Linked DNA regions of Zea mays: region 1 is linked to region 2. Evidence: chromatin contacts called from public Hi-C data. All regions are on one chromosome and are shown on one strand. Each heading gives the region's core, a stretch centred on a gene start, on an enhancer-like site or on the middle of the called end of the contact. The rest is flanking DNA. Distances are from core to core; before and after follow the strand shown.

Region 1 (7,561 bases), core at 3,169-5,668, 300 kb after region 2:
CTCTGAATCCCCCCTTCATGGCCGGGTTTTGCTCCACTAGCAGCCAACCTGTTTCCTTTGCAAGATTATCTTGTTTCTGTGGGTGCACAGACAAAAAAAAAAAAAACTGACAGACAAGGAGACTACTGAGGCTGCATCAATTCTGTTTTTATCTGTATGCTACTTTTAGCTAGAGAGAGTTGAAACATGTTAGGGCCTGTTTGTTTACCCCAATGGATTATATAATCTGGATTATTTTTGGAGGATTATATAATCTGGATTATATAATTTGGATTATATAATCTGAGTAGTCCTGTTTGTTTACCCAGATTATCTGGCGTGTTTCTGTTGGGCAGCGGGCTTCTCCGATCCGATAGGCGCAAAAACGATTCGGTAGATTATAATGGCAATGGTGGGTAATTTCTAGGAAACTTGAAAGGGTAGTGGGGAAGTGAGAAAAAAATAATCTGAAATAAGCACCTCCTCACTTGCTTATGGATTATCATAATCCAAGGGGTTAGATTATATAATCTGGGCAAATAAGCTAGACTGTTTGTTTGCCTCTTAGGATTATTTAATCCAGATTATATAATCTGGGGGGTAAACAAACAGGCCCTTAGTATCATGATAGTTTCTCAAAATTGGAAGACTGATACAAAGATGCAGCTACCGACTTAGAAAATCCTATCAACTTCTGTCAAGCACTGTAAGTTGATCACACATGTTTCTCATTCTTTGATATCATCTGAAATAAAAATAACTTGATTGCTCATTTCATTCATCTTTCTGTTGTTGAAATGTTAAGTCATCTAAAATAATAATAAAAAGAACTGACTCTGTTTACATCTATGATGTGCATCCCTATCTCCATGAGCCACGCCATCAGCATGCCTTAAAAAGGGCCAGGGGAGCTGGAGGTCGATTTCTCAATTCAAAATCAGATGACAAGGAAGAGAACTCCGAATCAAGTCACAAAGAGAAACAGAACTGAGTTGCGCCCCACAAGAGTGGCCAACTGTCAACCCCACCGTCTCCCAACAGTGCATCGTCAGCTAATCAGCCAGACAGTGGTGAATGGTGATTCAAAACTCACAACTGAAGAGATTTTAGCCCCTGAGCTAGATGTGGCAACAGTTCTGTACAGAAAGCGCTAGCGGGCAGCAGAAACATGGTGTTGGTCGGTCGGTTGTTGTAGGACATGTTCCATAGAAAAGCATAGATGAGTCTACAGGTTTTGGAGTCTTGGTTTGGTCCTCTGTGTATTCACCTTTCTGTACGATTTTAGTAGCATTGTGTCCCTTCCCTTGGATAGCTTCAGTCCGAATGTTAAGTGTGTAGCATATTGACTTATTGTTTGCTTTGCTTGGACTTGGAGATTTGGGAGTGGAGTTCATAACCCTACTGTCCTGCATCATCATCCTTGGGGCAAAGAATAAATACTGTCTATGTTGAAGACGATATAAACCCAAATGTAGTACATGCAACTGGCTATGCATCATCAATTGGACGTTTCAGAGATCATCTCACACTGTCCTGCAATGCACGTTTTAGTTTGTCTTTGGATTGGCCTCCTGGCATGCATGTACGATGTCTTCGTTTATCCGTTGTCCAGTGAGTTGTGTGATGATTGCCGGACGCCATGAGCGTTTTTGAACGAGAGATGCAATGTGCATGGACTCAAGAACACTTGGGTTTGGTTTGGCAGCTGCATCATTCTGTCGTCGGCCTGGCCATCACATGAACGTTTTTACACGCTTTTCTCGAGGGCATTGAAATACTGCCAACGATTACCAAGAAGAGTGTACTTTACGGAGTCTTGTGCTTTCAAACAATGTCCCTGCACCTAGACCTTGTCAGAAACTCGCCGGAGAGACAACCTCCACCAGGTCGCCGGCGATCACTCAGGTGAACGGGCACGCACGCGAAGCTAGAGAGCAGGACACGAGTTGGTGCTGCTCCAATTGGTAGAAACGTTTTCTGAATAGATTAACTGACTGTAAAAATGCAGGCCCAAGGTTACATAAGCGTGTTTCTACTTCAGACACACAACACCACACATGCACCACACCAACCTTCTCATTAAACACGATCAGATCTTGCTTACACTATCAGTCAACAGGTTCTGACCACGAAACTGACAACAGCGACACACAGGCTAAAATGAGCGGCCAAACGCCTATGACAGACTGAAACTGGACAAACACACTGACTGAAACTGGACAGACTGACTGACTGAAGACTGAACAAGTGTGCTCAAGGATTATTCTGACATACCTGAACTTGGAACTTTCATCATTGATCAATGACTGAACGGCCTACATCTCTACAGTCTGCACATAATAAAATAATAATACATACATTTTATATTTTAGAAGTAACTCTAGTGGGATTCTATATCCTCGGAGCGGTAGGGGGCTCGAGAGTCGCCCGCCCCACCTCTAACCGTCCCTGACTAGTGACTACGACCGTTTCCTGAACTGCACAAGCATCGGGTGTATCTTCTCGAAGGCCGCGCATATCTCTTCCTGCACCTTCGCTCCTGTGAGGACAATCTTCCCGGAGACGAAGACGAGGATCACGACCTTAGGGTCCACCATACGGTAGACCAGCCCAGGGAAGATCTCTGGTTCATACTGTCAAACACCAAGAGAGCAACAGGCTAATGAGTCAATGGGGATCAACAACGACACAACAAACACGTTTACAACTAAAGAAAGAGCTGCTATAAACTTACAGTGGCAGACAAGCCACTGGCCAAAGCGAGGCCCTCCAGACGAATAGGAAACTTGAGGTCACATGACCCAACTATATTTTGGACCTTGAAATCCTGCATATGTCAGAAGAACCCATTGAGTCAATGTGAGAGACCAGCAGGAATCCGATCGATCAGAGTGACAAAAGCATTACCTTGAACCGAGCTGGGAAACCGAGCTTCTGGACGATACGCGCGAACTGCAATGGAGGATAGATACGTATTAGTCACACGTCAAAATTCAGCAAAAGCATCCAAAATTGGCATCCATGCATGGCGAAACAATATGACAAGCAGTTTCCATGCCTTACGCGCAGCGAGCCTTGAATCGGCTTCGCTCTTTGCTCCGGTGCAGACCATCTTCCCTGTAGCAAATATCAGTGCCGTTGTCTTGGGCTCCCTTATCCTCATGATAGCCGCACCAAAACGCTGTCAAGTAAGTATCAGGGTCACTGCCGGTGAGACTGCAGCTATCGAATGTAATATATAGTTCCATGCAACAAAAAAAAAGTCTAAGGTAAATGAAAAGGCAGCAGCGGCACTGATGATGATACATACCCTTGGGTTGTACTCTGCGTTACGAGCACTGTTGGCGACATGTTGCAGATCGACCTTGCAGTCCAAGTTGACTGTTGATACAATGTTCCTGACACATCAGACAAGAGGCAGGTTATGGCTCTGCATTGTTTCAATCTGGGCAGCAAACTAAAGAGGCAACACCTATCAACCCTTCTGAAAATCCAAGCAAGAAAAAAGCAACGGCAACTCTTCAGATCAAAAGGAAAAGAAAAATAACAGCAACTCTTTTACATCCAGATCAGCAATGATGGCATGCTAGTTCATTTGTATGCAAATTCAACACACTTTAATCTCCCCCATACCATGCTAAGGATCAAACAGGTCATGCGTAATTCCCCTACCCCACGGAGATATCGGCTGCTATTTCCTACTGGTTGACTAGACCGGATTTTTTTGCATTTTGACCTTTTTCGTAAAAAATTTACATCACGACGTAATCTAATTTTTAGAACATTTTTTCAACACCATAAACCATGACACCAAAGTAACACGGCTCGTTGTCGTGACTTAGCGTCGAGGTGGAACACCGAGTGCTGTGTTCGGCGCCATAAGTCGTGGCGTCGACCTTGACGCCAAGAATTAATTTGAACAATTCATATACAACATTATATTAATAAATTAATTGTATATAACATCGCCAAAAATCTTGAAACCGGAGTTGTGCTAAATTGGCGATATTATATATAATTAATTTATTAATGTAATGTTGGATGTGAGTCGTTTAAATTAATTCTTTGTGTCTTGTGGTGCCAAGCTAGGCGCCAACACACCACCCGATGCCTTATCTGTCACGGCGTCGGCGTCGGCGTCGAGCCGTGTGACCTCTAGGTCATAATCATAAACTGTGGCATCGAGAAAAGAGTTTAAAATGAGGTTATGTCATCCAAAATCCAAAGGGCAAACATATTTTTTGTGCATTGTAAACAATGAACACCAATCTGCGATCGGGGCTCGGGACTCACTGCAGGTTGGGGACGATGCCGGACGGGACCCCGGACTCATGCGCTCCGTTCATCGCCGACGACGCCGTGGATCGTCCTTCTCCTCCGACGCCGCTCCCGCTGCGCAGCACCAGCGAGGACACCCTAACGGCGGCAAGCAAACTGTTCTCGTTTTGAATGAGCGCGGGTTATATTTTGGCGAGAGGGTTTTGGGTCGAGTACGGACGGGCAAGGGGGCTTGGATTCCAACGACTTTGGTGCGAGGAAGAAAAGAAGAAGGCGGGGCGGGTGGGGCCCTGGATTTATGGACTCGACCTGGGTTGGGTTCGAGACCGGCTGGCTTTCGCTCGGTCGCTGAAAACTGGACAGCCCGCCGAAGTAGGTTTTGACTTTTGTTCAACTGTCATCTTTTTTTATTCTTTTTCATAATACATCTACGAAATTATTTTATTCTTTCCACGAGTGTACATGCGCAAAGCTAAACAAGTGCGCAGATGGAATTAAGCAAAGCAAGGATATGTATATCCTAGTCCACACGGTCCACAACCACAAACAATCCAACAAATCCAGTTCGTTAGGATATGATCAGCGTATAGATCGTGCAACGAAAGCAAAGCACGTACAGGAGCCGAGCGAAAGGAAGAGAAACCCATCATCACTGGTGACGCAGACGCGAGACTGGATACACACGGTCATCGCGTCCGAGTCCGACGGAGCAGAACCGGCGGCGAGCCGACCACCCGAGCAGCCAGCGATGAAGCAGGCAGTGAGGCAGCAGCAGCACCGGGGGGAGCTCGTCATCCGTGGTCCGTGGACGACGAACATGACTAAACGGGGAATTAAACGGTTGCGGACGACATTTCTTTCTCATTTCTATTTCTCGCGTGATAAATTCTCATAAGAGATCCCTATTCCCGTTTAAATTATAATTAAAATATATTTTATTATTAATATAAAATATTGTCATTTATACACATTGTCAGATGTAAAAAATTATTATGTGTAGATCAAAATAAACACATCCGTATAACGAGTGATCTCTTGACAAGATAATTATTTATTTTTATTATTAACTATTGTATAAAAACATCATCACGTATAATTTTAACGGGTCCCGCGGGAACGGGTTCCTCATCCCATCATCATCTAGGCTTTGTTTGCATACTCTAGTATTCATCCTCTAGTATTAACTCAATCCACATCAACACATGTGTATTAGAGATGAATACTAATGTACCCAAACAAGACATTGATTGTTAGGAGAGAGTTTTTACCGTTTACATCCCATGGAGAAAATACTACTCTATTTTCATCCTCGAATAGAAGAATTCTTGGCTGGAAATCGGAGATCAGGACACATTACCCTCTCTAAAGATGACGGACCTGCCAACTCGACCTCTACACGGCCACCCAACACACACACGGACCAGCAATCAGGCTCCTGGGCCACAGCACGGTGCACTCAACATGGTCCCGCCAGAGGCCCATTGCTTGAAAATCGCTGGGCCCCTCTCCAAGCAGAACGGACTCGAGCTCCGGAATTTGGCCCACGAACCCGAGAGCCCTACTCCTAGGCGACGCCTGTAGAAGGCATGCACGAAAATCAGCGCCACCATAGCTCGGCCAGCATTGGATGATTGGATCCTCCTCCACCCTTCCCAACTCGACACCGGGCTCCTTTCTACTCCCTCTGTGTCCCAGAAGAAATCGTTTGACTTTTTTATATCAAATTTGATATGCTTGTTTTATTAAAAATATTAAAATAAATTGTATGATAAACTAAACCAAAATAAAAAAATAATTATATTTTTTTAATAAGATGATCCGGTTAAACTTGGTATCAAAAAATCAAAACGACATCCTTTTATGGGATGGATGGAGTATGATTCACCCAGCCCAAGTGAGTTTGGCTAAAGACTAACAAATTAAGGTTGTCTGGAGCCAATAGTTCATTAAGCACACATAACTCGGGGAAAGACTTAATCGTCCCTAAAGACTAGTCCGATGGGGAAAGGGAGGCTCTCCCTTTTAGGTCTAGTTTAGCAACCTCGTTTTATCAAGAGATTTCAATTTTCACAAGATAAATTAGTTCATTTTCTCTTGGAAAAATATAAATCACTTAGAAAAATAGTGTTTTCAAACTACCTCTGTTAAACTTGTGTGCAACAACCACCTTCGTTGGGCTTGGTATTGTTAAGTAAGAGTAATGTTTGTTATTCTTGATGATTGGTATCACCTAGATAGTTAGGTGACGATTGAGAGTACGAGGATCACAACTAAAATATTTGTTTCTATTTATTTCATACGGTGGAAGCCACGGACGGATACGAGTCTCGAGCCACCTGCTTTGTTGCCTATAACATGATTAATATGTCTCTAGTTAAATTTATTGCTTTAAGACCAAATTATGCCCCTATTTATTTCAGTTTTTTGCAGCTTCTGGCCACCAAAAGCTGCTGCGGAATGTCAACGCTCAGATTTTCAGCTAGCTTCTGGGCCTGTTTGGTTCAGCTTTTTCTGACAAGCTTTTCTGAGAATCTGGCTGTGAGTAGAATCTGGCTGTGAGGAGAATCTGAGTATTATTAGGATTACGTGCGGAGGAAGATAAAGATGTTCATAGGGCTCAGGATCTAGAAAGTGACGGATTCTTACTATTGCAACAACTCAACCGATTATATGTTTATGTTGATTTTGAATGGTTTTTACCTAAACGAATTTTATAGAAGCTGGCTGAAAAGCTGACGCGTTTGGCAGTCCGCAGCAGCTTTTGGTGGGCAGAAGCCGCAAAAGGCTGAAACAAACAGGGGCTATAAAATTCTCAGAAAAACTGGTCAGAAAAAAGCTGAACCAAACATTCCCTATATTGAAAGGATATTATATCCCACAGATATCCTACCCATGGTGGAAGGGCGTGCCGTCACAAACCAAAATGTTTGTTGGACCTTCCATGAAGACACAAGGCCCTGCTTAATTTCCTAATCAAGATCGGATAAAAGATCAATGTGACATCCCCTAAGTTATCAGGCCCATATGCACCAACCCTTGCTATTAACGGCCTCAGATGGTTGTGCACGTGTACGAGGTAACTTAACAAGGCTATCGAGTTCATCAACTCGAACTCATCATCCCAAGGATCTTCCACATTCATGCATATTACAGTAATCACACTCGATACACACACTTTGGAGATAGAGCAGAAGACTTTACAAAACATATTTTATATTTTCAAAGCTCAAGTTTTACAACATAAGAAGAATTGTAATTATTACAAGTCCTGATAGTACCCAAAGTGCATAACTTATTACAATAA
Region 2 (6,853 bases), core at 4,000-6,499:
TGTTATTTAGTCTACAGTAACATATCCACTGGATACCCGATACCCGGTGGATACCCGATGGGCACGGATACAGTTTCTCGCTCGATTGGCTTGGTGGGTATGGATATTTGTAGAAGTCTCGAGTACAATTTCGGGTCGGATATTATTATACCCGAACAAAATCCGACCCGCTGCCATCCCTAGTTCTAGCTGTTGTCGCCCCCTACCACAAGGAGAATCTATCGAGCAAGATCAGCCATAACAGTAGGGGGGGTGGAGCCTTCTCGCGCATTGACAGGGAGGTCAATATCATTTTCAGGGGCCATGGGTCCTAGGAGAATAAGAGGGAACAAAAGCTCACCGACCGGTAGGTCCGAGTGGCAACCAACGGTGCACTGGCCTCTAGGGATGGCAATTTTACCCGCGGGTTCGGATATCCGTCGGATATCCGACCCGTTGGGTACAGGTTCGGGCACGAAATTTGACCTGTGGGTCTTACCCATACCCGACCCGATTTTATTATGGGTCGGGTACGGATTTGATTTCTTACCCATGGGTACCCGACGGATATCCGAAAAATAGTGATTTTAGATTTTCAACCTACCAGTACGCTAGCTAGCCGTCCACCCTCGACAGCTCATCCTACCGACATCCCTCCCTGTCTGCTGATGCTTCTGATCTGGTTCTAGTACTAGTGTCAGTACGTTTGATAAAGTGCCAATACGTAGTACCAGTGCTATCTAGTACAAGTACTTGAGCTAAGAGAGTGTTAATACACCAGACGACTATGCTAGCTACTCTTCGATTTTGACGAGTTGGAAGTTTATTAACAAAAAACATTAGCAACACATGTCCAAGGCTACATCTACACGAATGCACTGTGCAACAACATTATGTGCCTCCGGTGATCATGACGATGTGCGACGCTCAGAACTGCACTAGACTTCATTTAGGGAGAATGCACCAAGCTGTTATACCCGACGGATACCCGATATTCGCCCGATACCCGATGGGTACGGGCACGGGTACAAAATTTTACCCGTGGGTATGGTCATGGGCGGATATGGATAATCCCCGCGGGTATGGTCGCGGGTGGGTATTTACTCTACCCGATCCGAACCCGACCCATTGCCATCCCTACTGGCCTCGTATCGGTGGTCCGAACATGCCATCACATTCAGCCGAGCTGACCAGTGGCTTAACTTTGATCACCTCAACAAGTACCTTCTCCTCGTCAACCCTGTGATTCAAGAGAGCCGAGTCAAGAAGGTTCTGGTGGACGGTGGTAGCAGCATCAATGTCACCTTCCCCATAACACTCTAGGCCCTGGGAATTCCGACTATCGACCTCATTCAGTCGGATAATTCATTCTTCGGCATCGTACCAACTGAAGGGGAGTACCTGTTAGGCCACCTCGTCATGCCAGTCACCTTTAGCGCTCCAGACAGCTACCAGACCAAATTCCTACACTTCGAGGTAGCTCGGTTCGACTGCGGATACAATGCTATCATTGGGAGGCCGAGCTGGGCAAATTCATGGTCATCTCGTACTACCCGTACATGATACTCAAGATGCCTTGACCTCAGGGTATCATCACCGTCCGATCTGACTTCTAGGGAGCCACATAATGCTTTTGGGGGGCTATCTAGACGGACCCTGGATGGCACTTACAACGCTGAACGACGACACACCAGCAGTGGATGACCTCACAATCCCAGAAAAGAAGCATCTACCGCTACCTCTATGCGACCGACCAAAGAAACCAAGAGGGCTAACCTTGGTTTCTTCGATGAACGCAAGACGGTAATCATCAGTTCTAGCCTCACTGCCAAATAGGAAAGCGCGTCGTCCGGTTTCTGCAAGACACCAAGATGTGTTCTTGTGGGCAACACGTGGACATGCCAGGAGTCACGAGAGAGCTGGCCGAGCACCAACTGAAGGTGTATCCTCAGGCAAAACTGATCTGGCAGAAGCTACGCCGTTTCACGCCCGACAAAAGAGAGGCTATACGGGCCGAGTTAGCCCACCTAGTAGCAGGAGCCTTCATTAGAGAAGTATTGCACCCCGAGTGTGACACATAGCCTTTTCACTTGTTTTTCCTATACCTTGTTTATACCTGGAATTATTTACCATTAGGCAGATTTTCTATTGCTCTACTTGGTTATGTGATAATGATACATATGTAACATTGATCATGAATTCATGATTATTGTTATTGATGGTTTGTTATGCATGATAAGACCATTTTGTTTAACTGAAACATGGAGCACCAACCCAAGAAAACAATACAACCACATGGACTATTATGACTCTGGTATTGGCTAATTAATTGGAGAAGCTAGTGTATGAGGACCTTACCTGGTTAGGGGCAAGTAAGGAGGAGCTATCCAAGTATGGTGACATGGCTGATCATGTTGCGATGACTTTTTAGTCTGCCAGATGATTTGTACCACCTCTGCTTGAATCCATAGCGGGTTCTCTCATGCTAGTGGAGCTTTGTAAAGGCATTGTAGTGAACCCTGCCTCGTCTCCTTAGAAGAGATGAATGAGATTCATGACCCCTTTGACAGATGGGTATCACAACTTGTGGGTAAAGATGTGCGACTCTTGCAGAGGGTAAAACTGATATATCAGTCGTGCTCACGGTCAAGAACGGGTCGGGCTTCTCACATGATTAATATATGGAAGTAAATTTAATCTGTCATGCATGTGGTTATTTATGGGTAATAGTTTGGTTATGATCCTTTCTCTAATTGGGTTGGTATTTACTTATACCTAGAAATTGTTAATAAAAGTTTGACCTACTTAATTAAAAATTAATGTTTAGCATTAGAACTTTTTTTGATAAGCCTTACACTATACTTGCTCCTACACACTTGTTGAGCCCCATCGTAAGTGAGCTTACCCTTGCTATAATTATTGTTCAGACCAGAAACATGTATCGCTAGAGGGGGGTTATTATGATGAATTCGATGAGTTCTAGGTTGTCGTCTCACAATCAACTACGCCTGTGGGGAAGTTATCTACGTTTAATTTATTTCATTTAGTTATTTTTTAAAGACAATTCGTTATGTAATAAAAACGGTGACACCGGTTTCTATACACTGAGTTGTTATATATGTGAAACTTGATCCTGACACACATATGAGATGCATATGGATTTGTCCTTAAATTCGGGTGTGACACACATGACACAACCTTTTCACTTCAAAGACAGGTGTTCAGACAGCTGCAGCTGCAATCCATAGAGATAAAAACACTGTAGAAATAGTAGAAGCCGATCAGGCCCGAGCCTAGTGGGTGTGTAGCCTGTTCAAGGAAACAGCCCCCCCCCCCCCCCCCCCGAGTTCCAAGGGCCTCCACTTCTAGCACATTAGGCTAATAAATCAACTAATCTCTAAGCAAATCTTCTTCTCATGAGTCAAATCCGTTGTCTGTATGGTGTCTTTGTCTTTGATCACGACTACATCTCCATTTTAACATGAATGTCGTTCAAGATTTCATTTTAAAAAATAACACTAACAAAACAATACTATCCAAGTAAAATTATACAATATAAAATTGAATAGACAGTTAGACACAACTCTTAATATAACTTTTTTATCGTATTATTATAGCCTATATTAGTATAGTTCTACTTTATAGATTGATATTCCGGAATTTTGTACAGGGCCTTAGATTTTGCTGGCCCGACCCTAAAGCCGGTATAGATTAAAGCCAAGTCAACAGACAGACGATACGAGTGAGACTGGGTGGGTGCCAGGGACTGAAGAGCGAGGAGGACAACAATTTTGCTGCGGTGAGAGAGACATCGTGAGAATGTGTAGCAAATGGAACTCCTGATATTTTGTAAGTTGTGGTGTAGAGTTTGCTGGAATGATGAGTAGTTACGGTGGATGCGTAAAATAAGGATGGGGAGCCATTTACGCGACCTGATGGAGTTGGTCTCATGATGAATTCGTGTGTGGACCATATATTAGAAAACATAAGATGTAGCTATAGGTTTCCTTGGAATTGCTATAACCAAGGGTCAAGATTTTTGTCCATATTTTTCTTATGAATGCAAAGCAAATGAAAACAAACACATACTAACTTCATTCTTTCTAATTGTAGGCAATGCCATAGCCCATAGATGATGCCTTCGTATTTGGCATATGTACAGTAGACCTTGTTTGTTTACACTAATCCAATTCTGGATTACCATGGATTGGAATTAAATTTATGTCACAATCCTTGTCTCAAAATAATCCAAGCATACTCAAATTTTTTTATTCGGTTAAACTCATTATAGATTATAACCTAAGGATTTAGAATTTTTTTAAACTATGGAAAACATGGATTTATCCATAACTTATTAGGTATGGAATACCTTATTAGGTATAGAACAAATCCATGAAGATACTGCAAAAGTTTATATTAGAACCTATGGATCAAGAAAATAACTAGCTTTGAGATATATGGATTAACGATGGATTTAATCCCATCATGAGATTGAGCGTGAAGTATGAATTCACTCAATCCAGACGTAGATTAAATATGGTAGAACTTTATACCTTGTATTCGAATACTAATACCTAAAGTGTCACAGTTTGATGCCAGGGACCCCAAACAAAAGACAGGAAATCCACACAAAAATAGGGGAAAGGAAGAATTGGACGGATGCTGTTCAATCTCAATACGAATAAGGAATTGAGGACCACGACGGAGCACAAGAATTTCCCCCAATTCCTTTTGAGCAAAAAGATGTTCGCCGCTTCCACGGCCCGGACCTTTTCCCGTGCGTGGACACGCTCGCTCGTCTACTCCAGGGTTTACGCTAGCAAACAATCAGGCTTAGCGTACTGCACAGGCAGCACAGTGACTATTTTCCTGGCAAACCGTAGACTGATCTAGTCATCTAATCTAGATGCTGCTGCATGTGTGGCATGTTGCTTGCGATGCAACTCTCAGCTTCCTGTTAATTATTCAAGCCAACCACTGAACCACACATGCGATCTCTCCTAGCTGTATCTCGCATCACAGTGAACAAACTTTTACACGAACGTCTCAACAATGGTTTGATGAGAGGAGAGAACATATTCCACAGGCCCCATGGAAGAATTATTTGCGAAGACGATATCTAGACACATGGCGTCGTCGCCTTGCTGCACTCGTCGCTTGGAGGCCACTACTACAAGATATTCTTTTTCTGAAGCTTGGAGCGCCATTCATCTACGCTACGAGCCAGAAACCTATATTATTTATTTCCTCGATCTTAAAACGGCTGCTTTATTCAACAATGTTTTGAGTTTTTTTCCCCCATCCGCTGAAGATGCATGGACAGGAAAAGAGAGAAGAAAACTGTAGGTGTAGCTTTTCTGAATAGAAAACTGCTGCCCGTATCATCAGCAGGTGAGCAATCCTGTCATCGTCCTCCACGTGCAAGCAAGCTTATATACCAATGGTCCCTAGATTACACAGTACTTACTAATTGACACTGTGATCTGGAATTCAAAATTTCAAACCATCCGAATGACTACTTAAAGACACGATCAAGAGAAGAAGTTATTCGTTTGATTTTTTTATCATAAGTTGACCGACTCGATTTATTTAAAAAATATCATAATTATCATTAATTTTTAACATGATATTGTTTAGCATATAATATATTTTAAGTAGGCTTTGAATTTTTTTTATTTTTTTAAATAAGATTAGCCGATTAAATTGACAAAAAAGTCTAATAAATTATAAATCGGGACCGTGGAAATATTAATTAACTGCAAAGTAAAAATAGAGAGTAATCGGTTTTGTACGGGGCAAGAAGCAAATGAGATTTCAAATGGAACGGCGTGATGTTTTACAACTGCAAGGAGAGGCAGCCACCCGGCCCCACGTCCATCCCTAAAACATCGCCACGTTCCGCCTGCGCCACCCCCCAATGTCCGTGGCCACCGGAGGCGGCGGCGTCCACCACCACCGAGTCCAATGCCCAAGTCCCACTACGCCGCTTCCCCACCCCCGCACCCGCCGCCGCTCCTCCCGCTCGCGCTCGTCCCGCCGCGGCAGTGCCCGCTCGTCGCGGCCCTGCTGGCGCTGCTCTCGGTGCTGCTTGCCACCGCGCTCTGGCTCCTCCTCGTGCTCTCCCCGTCCCAGGGGGCTACCCCCGCCGCCTCCGAGCGCTCGGTGCTGCCGGATGCGGGAGCGGCCGCGGCCGCGGGCCCCGGCGCCGCCTCGCCCCTCTCGCTCGGCCACATCGTCTTCGGCATCGCGGGGTCGGCGCATCTCTGGCCGCGCCGCCGCGAGTACGTCCGCCTGTGGTGGGACCCCGCCGCGATGCGCGGCAACGTCTGGCTCGACGCGGGCGCGCCCGCCGCGCCGGGGCCTAGCGCCCCCTGGGAGGGCTCCCTCCCGCCGATCCGGGTGTCCGAGGACACCTCGCGCTTCAGGTACACCAACCCCACGGGCCACCCGTCGGGGCTCCGGATCGCGCGCATCGCCGCCGAGGCCGTCCGGCTCGTCGGCAGAGGGGCGGGCGCGCGCTGGCTCGTGCTCGTCGACGACGACACCGTGCTGTGCGCGGACAACCTCGTCGCCGTGCTCAGCAAGTACGACTGGACGGAGATGGTGTACGTCGGGGCGCCGTCCGAGAGCCACTCCGCCAACACCTACTTCAGCCATAGCATGGCTTTCGGAGGTGGCGGCGTCGCGCTCAGCTTTCCGCTCGCCGCTGCACTCGCGCAGACGCTCGACGTGTGCATCGAGAGGTACCCCAAGCTGTATGGAAGCGACGACCGCCTCCATGCCTGCATCACGGAGCTCGGCGTTCCCCTATCCCGCGAATACGGATTCCACCAGGTATCTAGCTTACCCTTCAACATTTTGCCGGGATTGAATT

Evidence for each region. Hi-C and Micro-C count contacts between places; a contact is called where the count stands out from the background.
Region 1: a Hi-C map of seedling shows a contact between it and region 2, with 4 times the contacts expected there. The contact joins the promoter of LOC103626103 here to the promoter of LOC103626099 in region 2. A contact is called at or near these places in 3 of 25 Hi-C or Micro-C datasets (ear, leaf and seedling).

What each region holds. Positions count from the first base shown.
Region 1 is chr5:23,239,131-23,246,691 of Zm-B73-REFERENCE-NAM-5.0, forward strand. LOC103626103 (TATA-box-binding protein 1-like) reads right to left here and starts at 4,419. Exons shown (of 6, transcript XM_008646477.3): 1 at 4,273-4,419; 2 at 3,290-3,377; 3 at 3,038-3,160; 4 at 2,887-2,931; 5 at 2,714-2,806; 6 at 2,051-2,612. The coding sequence starts at 4,325. The coding sequence ends at 2,439.
Region 2 is chr5:22,935,089-22,941,941 of Zm-B73-REFERENCE-NAM-5.0, forward strand. LOC103626099 (fringe-related protein) reads left to right here and starts at 5,250. Exons shown (of 4, transcript XR_552710.4): 1 at 5,250-6,813.